Regions from separate parts of the Hordeum vulgare genome. Here region 1 is linked to region 2. Evidence: chromatin contacts called from public Hi-C data. All regions are on one chromosome and are shown on one strand. Each heading gives the region's core, a stretch centred on a gene start, on an enhancer-like site or on the middle of the called end of the contact. The rest is flanking DNA. Distances are from core to core; before and after follow the strand shown. Region 1 holds the start of LOC123407259 (SPX and EXS domain-containing protein 1-like). Region 2 holds the start of LOC123411547 (LRR receptor-like serine/threonine-protein kinase HSL2).

Region 1 (6,989 bases), core at 2,676-5,175, 350 kb after region 2:
GGTCCCTTGCCTTGGTTCTCAAGTCTCCTGCGTATCTTCTCTTATGGAAAAAATCATTCCACAGGTTTTATTCCGTTTGGACTCCGTTTAATATTCTCCTCTAAAAAAGGTCAAAAACACGGAAAAAACAGAAATTGACACTTGGCACTGAGTTAGTAGGTTAGTCCCAAAAAAGATATAAAATAGCATATTCATGCATACAAAACATCCAAAGTCGACAAGATAATAGCATGGAACCATCAAAAATTATAGATACGTTGGAGACGTATCAGTGAGCAGGTTGCATGCGTCCTCCCCGGACGAGGAACCTCATACATCGAGTCACTCTCATCTTCTCCATGACGCCGGCTCGAAGTCGGCTCGCTCTGGCACTAAGAATGCCTGTCGTGGCTGCCCTCGCCCTTCCGGCCGGAAGTGCGATGCGAGGATGATCCCTCGGCTTGATGATGACTGCTGGGGTTATGGCGCGCTCCGGGATTGGGTCCCGGAGACTCCGACTATGCTTGACCAGGGTCAATCCGTGTCTGCTGCTCGTTGGCGGCGTCAAGGAGGTTCTTGACCCGCTTCTCCGGAAGGACGCGCTCCTCGCCCTCCAGGCCTGGCATTTCCGCCATGGCCGCCTACGCAGCCCGTAAGTTGGCCGTAGGAGTCTCGTAGATGGGCTGCTTGCCGCCTAGGATCTCGGAAATGACCCGACCGCGACCGCGGACCGAGCCAAGCCGGCTAGGACCCTCAGAAACTGGAGTGAGGCCATAATTGGAGTTATACTCACGCTGCGTGGCCTCCATCCGGCGTTTAGCCGCGGCGATGGCAATGCCCTCCTCCAAGATCTGCTTGCGCGCCTCCTCCAGCGAGGGCCCGCGCGTCGGTGGGTTTTGTGGAGGTGGTGATGGGCGTCTTCAAGCCGTCAAGGGCGGCATGAAGCGTGTCGGCGGAGACAGCAACAGGCTCACCAGCGTTAGCCGACGCCTTGCCATGAGCCTTGCTGTTGCCAGCGCCAATGACCATCACCCCCACGACGTTGGAGACGACGGCGACGTGATACGGGGCAAGGCGCCCCGCAGATGACGGTGGACCGTCGAAGACGAGCATGTCACTAGGGTACGTGTCGAATGCAGGCGTCTCCGCGAGGGAGAGCCTACTAAAGTTGGCGCTTGATGCCTCGACGTCGAAGTCCTCGCCAGGGTAGCGAGGGCCATCGTCGAGACGTAGGTCGCTGAAGAGAATCCTGAGGTTCTCAACAACAGCGATGACGACGCTGGGGAGCGACTCGTCGTCGGACTCCCCATCGGAATCCGAATGACGGACTGGGACGTCGATCAACATGGGCGAAGCCTCATCAATAGCAGGCTCCACGGGCATGCTGATCGGTCCGGACGCGATGCATCCGGCGGTGCAAGTGCAGGGCCCCGCCCAGCGCGTAAATCCGAGCGATGCCGCGGACGACCCCACGGTGGGCGCCAAATGTTCGTGTTTACTCACAACATAAGCCATGGGTAGGCTAAAGATGGTGGGAACCGAAGTGGCACCGGAGGGCGCTGGGAACGAGGATGGTACAAGCATGGAACGCACGATGTACCGAGGTTCAGGGCTCTCCATAGAGATAATACCACTAATCATGCCGGAGTGTATGATGTATGAATGTGACTACAAGTGCTCCTGGAGCTGTATTGCGGAGGAGGAAGAAGGAGCTGCCGGCTCGCGTCTGCCTCTCCTATGTGGTGTGTGTGTATGCTGAATTGACCGACCCTCTGCATGGAGGGGGCCCGAGGGGTTTTATAGACGAACCCACCGACCTACAATATGGATAAAAGTACAAGAGTGGGACCCGGCTGGCCAGGGGGCCCACGGGGGTCTTGTCTTGTCGTTGGAGGGGCCCGCCGGCTGCGAGGTCTCGTCTGGCTGTGGGACCCGCCGGCTAGCCAGTAAGGATCTCGCGTGAGGTTGATGCAGGACACATGTGGGTTCGGCGTCGTCTAGCGAGAATCGTCATGGGCAGACAGTACACCCGTCTCCACTGTTCCCGCGCCGAGTGCAGTAATGGAGTGGGAGTTTGACGGGCCGACACTATGCACAGTGATCGATCGGAGCCGGAGGAGGTCAGCGGCGTGGACGCTGATGCTGTACCTGCCGTGCATCCCGATCCAATAGCCACCTTTAACCGTAGGGTCTCGTCATGACCTACGGTCTGATGTGACTTGAGCTCCCTAGCCAGCTAGTCGCTTGACTAGCCGGCCGTGGTACGGCCGCCTCGCCTCTAGCCGGCCAGCTTGGCCTAGACGGCCAGAGGGAGGTAACTGTCTCGTCTCTAGCCGGCAGGTGCTTCCTGGCCGGCCAGAGAGTTGGCCGTCTCGCCCCTAGCCGGCAGGTACTTCCTAGCCGGCCAGGGGGACTTGGGCTTTGCATAATGGTTCTTGCTATTCCTTCTTGGTTGAAGGCAAAGGAGTAGGCCTGATGAGCCTACCCCGGGGTTATCCCCCCGACAGAACTTGTAATCTAAACAAAACCCAAGTCTAAGCGGTGCCCTAAGGGTTGTATATATGAGGGAATAGAGAGGGTTTTTCGTGACCCTTGGAGGAGGGATCCGAAAACGACCCTAAACTTGGTTTCCCCACACATACGGTCTATAAAAACAGCCTATGTGGTAGTATTTCAAAATTGCATGGGCCTGTCTCAAAAATAAGGTGACGCCACACCTATAATAGCCTATGGACGAATTTTATGAAGTGTCATCTTGTATATTTCGTCCAAGCCTTCATGCTTTCCTTATGGTGGCTTCAAAGTCCGAAAATCACCACTAGAAGCTCCCTTATTCTTTCCCGCGTATGCACCTCCCCCTCCATGCTTGATCCCACTCCAATGGCCATCCTCCTTGTCCATGCTAGGTCCTTCATTCGTGAGCAAAACAAAAGTATCCAATTTAGGCGGAATCATATGTTCAGGAACATTAGAAAGATTCCCAAAAAATGAAAGTATGTGGTAATTCAATCGGCGTGCGCGAGCTCTAGTAACTCGTCCAGTAGGCATAGCCGGTGTAACAATGGTATCAATGTCCTCATCATTTCCTCTTGCATGCTCATGAGTATGATCATGCCCACTTCTTCGCCCGGATCCAACGAATCAAAGAACTCAGCTTCAATCGTTTTATCAAGCCCCGTTGGTCCATACTCCTTGTTGGGCGAAGCATCGGAATTCATGATTTTTCTATAAATAAATAAAAAAGGGGTTAGACATTTTGTCGAACACACAAAGGGCAAGGAGCAGCCCGAGAGTTGCCGGACGTATCACGACGACGTCCGGCAGCCGATGATATCTGCGCCTCCGCGGGGACGAGCACATGGGAGAGGATTATTGTGCCGGCCGTGGCGGTACCAAGGCTCGGAACGAACGTAGAGCAAGGGTGGCGGTAGAGCTGCAAGACGTCTGACGTGGAGAAGGAAGAAGAGAGGAGAGAGCACATGGATCCGGTAATCGAGGGGGTGAATTTGTTGTGGGGTATGCATGCCGGGTCCAACACGACAAACACATCCATACCAGCCTGACCATCCCTATATCCACCTCATATTTGGACTGGATATGGACGGTGCCGGTTAGCCCGAAAATTTGAAGCTCGTTTGAGGCGTCCATCTAGATCACTCTTTTGTACCCGTCACTATTGAGTCGTCCGCCGAGGTATTTGAATGAGTTTGGGACGTCCGATTATAGATGCTTTTATATGGTTTAGTGTGAAAGCACATGAAAATACTCATCGAACAAACTGATAAGCACATCATGTAAATGCAAAGTTGCGAGCATGATTGATTTGACGACAACATTTGGCAAAAATCAAAACTTACCAGAAGTTAGTAACTTTTTGTCAAACTGGCATGCCAATCATGCTCGTAAGTCGCTTATAGGAAAGGGGTGCATGCTTTAAGATGCGTGCTTGTCATGTGTTCTCATCTCTGCGGGTCTCCTCCCCGCTGTTGCTAGTTGCACGGTCGAAGGCGACCGGCGACCTCCCGGATCTCTTCCTCCGTTGCTGGGGCGGCTGGCTGAAGGGCAACGAGGGGTCAGGGGAGCTCCGGAGCAACCGCTTCAGATCCGGCAGATCCTTGCCAGAACCCAGCCAAATCATTCGTCAGGTTTTCAATCCGATCCAGTTCTGACGATTCTGCTCGCCATTCCCCTAGCCGGCGGCAGGTGCGCTCGTCGGCGAGACCCCAGACGTTTGGCTTGCCTAGTGCCTTTCTTTCACCCCGTGGGCGGTTTCTCCCCTGTTCAGGTGGAGATCCGGGCTGTTGCTTCCCGGTAAGCCACCGCGGCACCGGCTCTGGCTGGGCCTGATTCGTGGGAGAGCGGCGAGATCCCGCTCCGCTCTAACCTGTGCTCGTCCGTTTCTGGATTGCTCGCGGATTTCGTTGCATGTTGCTGATCCGGTGCGATTAATCTATCCGTGCGCAGGGTTCCTGCGGAGGCGCAGGCACCGCGCCTGCGCGCGCAGAGGCCCGGGATCGGCGGCGAGATGAAGGGCGCGTCCGTCCCCGCGGTTGTGGGCATGCCTTCGCCGCTTTTTCTTTGGCGGTTTAAGGTAGGTTAGCCTTTCGACAACTGGTTTTCCCCTACCGTGCTGTGGAATGTATTAAGTTGTAAGCCTAAGTTTCACACACTTGAGCTCTGATTTCAGATGGTCTGTGCTTGCTATACCCATTGCATACATTTGTCTGCAAATACTGTAGTAGCGTAATGTACCCGCTCCCGAAAATGGGTCAATTAATACCCTCTCTTTTCATGAGCAAAGTTGAAAAAACAGAAGGGATTAGAGCTCTGGATCGTAAGACGTCTCTCTCTTTTCACTGCCTGAACAGTGAAAAGAGAAGGGATTAGAGCTCTGGATCGTAAGACGTCCCTCTCTTTTCACACCTGACGCTTCTCTCTTTTCACTGCCTTAAATATGCAAGCTTTGTAAAATGGGGCTCAGACTCATGCCATGCCTAGCTCTCTGCTAGTCTAAGATGCGCGTTTGTTCGTTACAGAACAATCACGCTATGATGATACAGCTATTAGAGCTCTGGATCGTGCCTTGTAAATGGCCATTCAGGATCGCCATTGTCCTGTCGGAGCTGCTGCTTATTTTCCTCAATGACTTATTATCGAATATCCTCTTAGAGGCTCAAATACATTTACACGTCCTTGTAGAATTATATGTATATATATTAACCTGCTCCACTGTATAAACTGACTAAATGTATCCAAAATATCCTGTTTTATTGATTTCACATCTGCCTGGACTTTATCCGTCAAATTGCTTATCAACCTGTCTTTTTTCCAGGCTATATTGTTTCTCCTGTGGGGTTTATGCTGTTGCAAGGTCAGTCTTTCTACGATAGTTTCATAACCTTATTTTCATGCATGAATCGATCGTGTGGTAATTGGTAATACTCTTGGGATTACAGATAGGGTGGGACTCGGTTATGAGGATGAGTGCTGATCTTCGAGATTTATTTCTGTATGAGGTTTTCTTATACTATAACCCTCTCTTCCTTGTGGTGAGTTTTTTTATTACTGTATTTGTGTTATGCTCAAGGGAAATACATGTTAAGACAGAAAATCAAACACCTACCTGTGCATCTATGTAACTGTGCTTAGTGTTCTTATTGTAGGCACTTATGATTTGGTTATGGGGAGTGAATCTGTGGGTCTTTGCACAATCATCAGTGAATTATGTAAAAGTGTTTGATCTCGCGCAAACACACTTATCACACCGAGAAATTTGGAGGGTATGCCTATTGATCTCTCTTGATTGCATTTGCATTTTAAAATGTTGCTGTAGTCTGGACTTGCTGAAGTTAATATTCATGTTTGGTGCGTTTGAACTGACATAGCTATCCATAGGCAACATGTTCTACTCATTCCATAGGATATTTGCTGTATACATTTCTTAAATAATTTATGTGCCTTACAGTTATTGTGACTTGTGACAGCGTCTTGAGTTTGCAAAATGTTTCCTTACCACGTTTGTGCTGATGTTAACTTCCAAGACCACAGCATTTCACCTTAGTTGCCAATCCATTTTTTTGGCAGTGCAACTACACTCATAGATAATACCTACTGTAGTTTCTCAAAGAACATGCCTCATTCGGATAATTATTCTTGAGAATGACATGTGCGTATTGCATTTTCTAATGTGAGTGTTGAGTGCCCCTCTTTTTGAACCTGGCTCTCTTTTCTTTAACCTGTATCTGTATCATGACCATTTCTATTATATGTGTTTTATGTTGTTGTTTCTGCATTCATCCATGTTCTTTATGTTAATACTGTGATGTACAAATTCTCATATTACTTCTGTCTGACGTATTATTCTGCCAAAGTAACCTTTTTTTTGTCTTATTGACAGTGTGCTACTTGGCTTACTTTAATTGTTCCCACAAGTATGACAGCTTACCTATATCTGTACTCACATGGGGAAGTGTCACTTGCTGCTTCTCAACCAGTGTAATATCCAGCCCGTTGTATCTTTTCATGTCATGCTTTCTTCTTCTGTGCCGGAGTTCATGAGATATTTTGGCCTCTACAGTGTGCAGAAATATGATCCGCAGAGCTATAGTATTATTGAGATTGAGATACTAAAATTAGTCTCCCACTGAGTATGTCCGACTGGATATGCAGTGCTAATTGATAAATTGGAACTTACATCCTGTCATAATAGAAGATCTGAGTGGTAGTTTGTCCATTGTATGTTTCTTTAGCACAGCACTTCACTGCACATAGCCTACTTTTCTTAAAAATAGAAGCCATTTTCCTGAATCATATCAAGCAAAAGGTCCATTTAGTACGGTTTAAGTGCAAGAACAGAAATTGATGTATATCTACCCTCGAAAACAATTGATATACATGCACACATATTGCTGCCTGCTTGCTGCGAGGTCTACTTGTTCCTCCCTCAACTTGGAAACGGGAAAAACCTCGCGGTGCATTCTTCGCATTCTTTAGCAATGTGTTACTTTTCA
Region 2 (6,940 bases), core at 801-3,300:
AAGAGCAGGCATGCGATGCCCACGCTGCCGACGAGAACAATGCCGGCGAGCATGGAGAAGAGGATGATCAAGCCCCTCGAGAGCTCGTCACGGGCACTGCCGCATTTGGGGAGGTCTACTCCCGAGTCCTTCCTAGCACAGAGCCCGTGGTTGGCGAGGAAGCTGGTTTCGTATGCCGCGCTCTGCAGCGAGAGCGGCACCACGCCGGTGAGCTGGTTTGACGACATGTTGAGCTCGTTTAGTTTCAGGTTGCTGAAGTCCGGCGGTATGACACCGGTGATTTCGTTGCCGGACAAATCAAGGATCGTCAGCGATGGAAGCAACCCGATACTGGAAGGTGGAATGATGCCGGACATCCGGTTGTGGCTCAAGTTGAGAGAATTAAGCTTCTGCAACAAGTTGACTGATGCTGGTATGGAACCAGTCAGCTGGTTGCCTGACATCGACAGTTCAGTAAGGTTGGCAAACTTGCTCATGTTGTCCGGTAGCTCGCCGTAGAGCTGGTTGTTCTCCCCCTTGAACACGCTCAGCGCGGTTGCCGACGTTGGGAAAGAGCCAGAGAATCTGTTATTCCCCATCTCAATCCGCGAGATGTTCTCGGATAGCTCGGCCGGCAGAGCCCCGGTGAAACCGTTGTTATGTATCATCAGAGTGGTCAACTTCGGAAATGACCATATCTTGGCCGGGAACTCGCCGGAGAAGCGGTTGTTGTAGAGCATGATGTTGTTCAGCCGGACGCAGTCGCCGAGGTTCTTCGGGAGCTCGCCGGAGAAGCTGTTGTTGAAGACGACGATGTCGTAGAGACTCCCGTTGGCGCAGAGTGACTCCGGGAGCCGGCCAGAGAGGTTATTGTTGCAGACCTCGAGGTTGCCGAGCGGCGAGTGCTTCCCGAGCTCCTGCGGGAGCTCGCCGGAGAGCTTGTTTTCAAATAGCCGGATGTCCCTGAGTTTGGGGAGCGTCGCCATGCTTGCCGGAATGGTGCCGGTGAGCTGGTTGGTGTACATGAACAATATGATCAGGTTCTTGAGGTTACCAATGTCTTCCGGTATTTCTCCGGTGAGCTTGTTCGTCGATACATCAAGCTCCATCAAATTCAAAGCCGTGATATTGCGCGGAAGCTCGCCGGTGAGTCCGTTGGTGAACAGGTACAACTTCTCGAGCTTTGGATGCTGCCAGACCCACGCCGGGATCTCGCCGGTGAGTTTGTTCCCCGTCATAGCGAGCGTTTGAAGCTTCGCTAGGCTCGAGTAAGCCTTTGGGATCTCGCCGGTCATGTTCATTTCGGACATCCAGAGGTAGGTCAGACTGGTTAGGTTGGCGAACTCGTGCGGCGCAGGCGCCGGCGCGAAAGGGTTGGAGGCAAGCGTCAGCTCCTCAAGGCCGGCGAGCTTGCTTATCTCGGCCGCCGGGTACGCCCCGGTGAACTGGTTGTTGTCAAGAATCAGCGACTTGAGCAGCGGTAGCCCCGCTACCGCCGCCGGCACGGCGCCGGAGAAGTGGTTGCTGGAGAGGTTGAGGCGCTCCATCACCGGCGACAGCAGGCCGATGTCATCCGGGAGGACCCCGTCGAACCCGTTGTTGCAGAGGTCGAGGAACCGGAGCCGGGCGCAGCGGTAGAGCGTGGCGCCGGGGAAGGCGCCGGTGAGGTTGTTGTAGGAGAGGTCGAGGAGGGCCAGGTTCGCCAGGTCGCACACGGACGGCGGCACGTCGCCGCTAATTTTCAGCTTCGGCAAGGATAGCCCCGTGACCACGCGCGGTCCGGCGCCGGCGCCCTCGCAGGCGATGCCGGTCCAGTTGCAGTGGTCGGCGTGCGCGGCGGGGTCCCAGGAGGCGAGCTGCGCGGGGTTTCCCCAGTTTTTCTTGATGGCGAGGAGGGCGCCCTGGTCGCCGGAGGCGGGCTGCGAGCTCGACTCGCCGGCCAGGAGGAGGACGGCGAGGAGCAGAAGCGGGAGGGGATAGGTGGTCTGCATTATTTTAGTCGGAAGTTGCTTGGGCGGCCGGTGACTGTGAGGTGAGGTGATGACGGACGGGGACACCGGTGAGCTGAGGTGGTGGGAGTGAGTGATGCGCTCATATACGTGTGAAAAGGCAAGGCGGGGCGGCGCGAGTCAACGAGTCGTCGGTCGTCGGCCGTGGGGGCATGCGCCTCGGTGTGGTGGGGATGGAATGATTGATTAGTGGCCACTTACTGAACGCTCACATCGGCTTTGGTTCTGTCTGTCGATCTGTCTAGTGATAAACGAGATGCTGGATGTTGCTATGGCACTATTAATATTAATCTGGTTATTACGTTTGTCTTTTTGTTTGTATCTGAGACGACGACTGGCGTGATGGATTGTTCGACAATAGTTTGGTTAGTCGCCGGTGTATCCACAGGGTGCATAGAACCTACATGGAGTATATCAGCCGGAGCTCAAATGATCCCCGATAAACAGTAAAATCGAAACAAATAGTAAATAATCTGATTTTTTTATAATCTTTGACAAACGTTTTGTATGCATGTAAATTTTGAGCACGAAATGACATTCGTGTAAGGCCTGACAAAAAAATTGATGTTTCAAAAATGCTAGTTTTAAAAACATTTTGAAGTGCTGATTCTTTTCACCATGCATTTCACGAATGTCATTTCATACTTAAATTTTGCATGCATATGAAATATTTATCAAAGCTTATCTCAAAAAAATCAGCATTTTTTTAAATGTATTTTTTTCTTCTAATTTTACTGTTTATCATGAAGCATTTGAGCTCCGACTTAGAATAGGACTTTCGTACATTGGTCTCGCTTTGTTGTCCCCTTCGAATTTGGTGTCATGCTTTGACCGTAGATTTGACTAATAAATAGAAATTGTATGTCACATAAAATTATATTGTTGAATTCATATTTGAAAAAGGTTTTCAATGATACTATTTTTGTGGTATATAAATTATATTTTGATAGTTAAGTCAAAGACCAAAGTTTGACCCAAAACAAAAGAGAGACTAACAAATCAGGGCGGAGGGAGTAGATTATCAAAGAAACTTGTTTTGCCAAGTTAGTATAGGGAAGTCATGAGGTGTAGCAATCTCTCGCGAGAAAAAACAGCCACCAACCCCCTCATCCCCTCGTCTTCCTCCTTGGCGGCTACGGAGGACCCCCTAGATCATGTCGTCGCCGCCCTCCCCACCTCATCACCACAAGAAGAGCGATCGGCGAGGAAACGAGCGCCGACTTCCGGAATGGTTGCGGCGGGGCACTTCGACTGGCTCCGGCACCCTCCCATGAGACGGCGGTGTCTTTACTCCCCCTGTGTTGTGGCAATAGCTCCGAGATGGCTGCGGGGACCCCAACAACGGCTCCTAGCGGCAGCTACACCCCTTAGACTACCCATAATGAGAGTAACATAGATAGTAACATAAATGCCACCTAAGCAAGAAATATGATGTGGCAACTAATTAATGAGAAGAGAGAGAAACCGAGTAACTTAGCATGTTACTCATACTAGGAGTAACTTAGCATGTTACTCATACTAGGAGTAACATAGCGGATGCCAAGGCAAAATGACTCTATAGGCTAATAAATGAAAGGCTCAATGTTAGTACCCCTATGTTACTATCCACTCTGGAGGTAGTAACTTAGACTAGTAACATATGTATGTTACTACTGTATGTTGCTCCCCATTGTGAGTAGTCTTATGTTTGGTGTTGATGGTCATGCGTCGGTCGTAGGGTGGCAGGCCCGTGGCGACGCGCGGCAATGGATGCGCGAGGCCTCAGGAACCGCTCGTGCCATCTTCACCTTCGATCCAGACGATGTTCAGTTTCAATCAAGGTTTTCTGATTATACAGAATGGTGACACAGTAAGTTCGAATTGTTCCGAGCAGAAAAAGGTGGTCAGTTTTATAGCGGAGGCTAAGTATATTGACACTTTGGAAGCAAGAATGAATGGTGTTTCAACTAAAGAAGATCGTCACCGAGCTTGGTATGTTTTCAAGTGTGCTAGAGTCAATGGAGCACTATTAAGAAATAAAAATAGCGTGCCATAGTTCAGGCCAAGAAGCCAAGGCCCTCCAAGGAGTTCAGCCATATACAAAAAGTAGATTCCACATAATTTATGAATTTTCATGGAGCATTGAGACACAAAGATATGCAATATAAAGATGGATCTGAAAATATGAGATTTATTGATGAAGTCTATACCACAAATAAAGCATGAGCAACACCAAAATGCCATTGGTGTTGGGAAACTGATATAACTAGATTCTGGACTCTAATGCAAGTGGAAGACTATTGAAAATATGCCTAAAGACAATAATAAAATATTACTACGTTATTTCCGTGTTCGCAAATAATTTTATATTTATGTATTATAATTACATTAGTTCTTGAATATGAGATCCCGAGGAAAAGCCAATTACACGTGTAGAAACATAAACACCAATATGATCTATGATCATGTTTGGGGACCCCGACTTGTAAGTTGTGATCACCGAATGCACGTGTACAGTGATCCTAGAGATCAATGTTCACTTGAACACACAAGCTGAATAACAAGATTCTTACATCCATACATACCGTATGATACAAATAAGGACCATTAAGGTCAAGTCTTACATAGATAGGGCCTCGAAGGCCGACACACCAAACACAACTAACAGCGGACATCTTGAATGAAAGCATGAACCCATGCCCTCTGCCTTAACCTACAGGCATTCTGACTGGGAAGCGTCCTAGTTTGCATGTTCGTCACTGACGAACTCTTCTCCAAATTCCTGCTCTTCCATGCCTGGCCAATTAAATAACCAGTGGCAAGCGAATGAGTACTTTGAAGGTACTCGCAAGCAACCCATGATGTGGAACAAGGCAATAATGAAACATGATATGATACCAATAGGCAATTTGCGGAAAGCAAGGTTTTTCCTAGTGCAATAACATGATCAACTTCTTGTGCGGTATGCATCATAAGGTAAGTGATAACCACGCGAACGGGTTACATATTTCAATATCAACTGAGGGCTTAACGACCCATGTTTACCCATCATGCCAAGTCATCTGACTTAGATCATCATTCGTGCTACCACCATCCCCCCCCCCCCCACACACACTTGGTTTATGTGAAAACTCATGGACATAGTTTAAGCAGCACCACCCAACTTTCCTTGACCGTGGACACGACTATTCGAATAGGTTTACACTCTACAGAGGTTGCACACTTTACCCATAAGACTTGGGCAACTTCCGTGTCAGGACATGACTCGCGACATTTCTCATACCCGAGGTAAGTACCCAAACATCGCCTTTCCCACGATGATACTAGCAAAGAGATCACTCGTTGGTGACAATCCCTCGTGATGTACATCACACGTATCATCCACGAGGGCACGCAACGCTGTGCCCGGTGTCTGTGAAAACAGCCCATGGTCGGCCTTTCTTGGCACAACCCCGTCTCGAGAGTGAACACGTCACTCCCGCCACTAGTAATGCGGGCTCTCTACTAGCATCGACCATAGTAATCAGCAAAGCCCTGTCCCATAAGGGGTATTGTGGTTGCACATGTAAGGTTGGGACGGTCGTCAAATCTTAAATCTAATCCGTTTTTTAGAAATCCCTCACACAACTGGCCTCAATATACCACTCCCTAATCAAGTAGTTACCTAGCTCAACACATCACCCTCGGGTATTAGTGGCACCCGACAGGGTTTTCGTAAAACATTTGAAATCATCTTCTTTTACCGTCTCCATGCATGTACCCAATCCCATGCGTAGCACTACTAGCAACCTAACTACACCCCACCCGCACAACCCTCATAGGTAGGCAGGGTTATGCCCAAGTGCAAGTGTCACCGAGGAACTATCGGGAACACCTCACCAAGGTAGTTCCCGATTCAACATGGCCTTATGCATCGAAATAAAATGCTAAATATGACATGCATGAAAGTATTCTCTTAGACTTGGTCAAGGGTCTTCTTGCCTTGCTCAACAAAGTCTCTGGGGTCTTCAAAGTCTTCTAGTCCAAGTCCCTCATCAGCAATGCAATCTACCATCGCAATATAAACGGGCAAAAATAAGCACTCAACCAAAAAAAAGAAAATAATCTACTCAGAGTAATGTCACGCCATTTTTATAAAATACTAGGATGCGTATAGGTTCTGTAAAAATTATTGGGTCTTGTTTTTGGACTGTAAAAAGTTATAGAAACTATTTTAACGCAGTGTTAAAATGCCTAAAATAGAATTTTAAAATAAAATAGTCCATGCAACCTATTGTAAAAATTTCAAAAGTGGCACCCTAAAATACTACATAATATTACAAGATTTGTGATGGAGGAATATTTGAATTTGGACAAATATTTGAACCTAAGGAATTTTTTAAAGACTCTAGAAAAGAAATAAAAAGAAAGGCCACTATTCCCCCTGGGCCCAACCGGTTCGACAAAGCCGGCCCAGAGGGGAATCGGCCCACGCCAAGCGGCCACGTCGAAGGCGCCACGACACTTTACGCCTTTAGCCGACACGACGCACGCGTGGCTCGCGCGTTCAAACCTGACCGCTGGGCCCCAGCGGTCAGTGAAAGAGGGAGAGAGAGAGCAGGATGACAGGTGGGCCCCTGCCGGGGTCGTCTTCAACCTCTCGACATGAGAGAGGGCGAGCTCACCAGCGGCGACAGGAGGCATGGCTGGTCCTGGTGATGAATAAAATGGAACGAGTGTCATCCCTCCGCTCGATGGGTGGTGGGGTAGGTGCTGAGGTGCAGCGAGTCGCCGGTGGCGAGGTCCCGTGGCGGAGGCGCTTCAGGAGGGTGGTCGGTGAGGCCGAATCCTGCAGCAAAAGACCAGGGGAGAGGGGGAGAAGCATCAGGAAGCTATCGCGGTTCCAATGAAGAAGAAAGGAGATCCAGAGCGGCCCTATAACCGGGGAGTGCCAGAATCCCGATGCGGCGGATACGGAGATCGATCTCGAGCTC

Evidence for each region. Hi-C and Micro-C count contacts between places; a contact is called where the count stands out from the background.
Region 1: a contact with region 2 is called in a Hi-C map of leaf, with 2.9 times the contacts expected there. The contact joins the promoter of LOC123407259 here to the promoter of LOC123411547 in region 2. A contact is called at or near these places in 4 of 6 Hi-C or Micro-C datasets (leaf and seedling) and 1 of 1 datasets of contacts at active chromatin or transcription factors (embryo).

The regions. Positions count from the first base shown.
Region 1 is chr7H:516,861,279-516,868,267 of MorexV3_pseudomolecules_assembly, forward strand. LOC123407259 (SPX and EXS domain-containing protein 1-like) reads left to right here and starts at 3,926. Exons shown (of 14, transcript XM_045100355.1): 1 at 3,926-4,290; 2 at 4,444-4,570; 3 at 5,312-5,350; 4 at 5,436-5,528; 5 at 5,643-5,759; 6 at 6,377-6,472. The coding sequence starts at 4,505.
Region 2 is chr7H:516,515,434-516,522,373 of MorexV3_pseudomolecules_assembly, forward strand. It overlaps LOC123411547 (LRR receptor-like serine/threonine-protein kinase HSL2), which reads right to left and starts at 2,051. Exons shown (of 2, transcript XM_045104513.1): 1 at 1-2,051. The coding sequence starts at 1,970.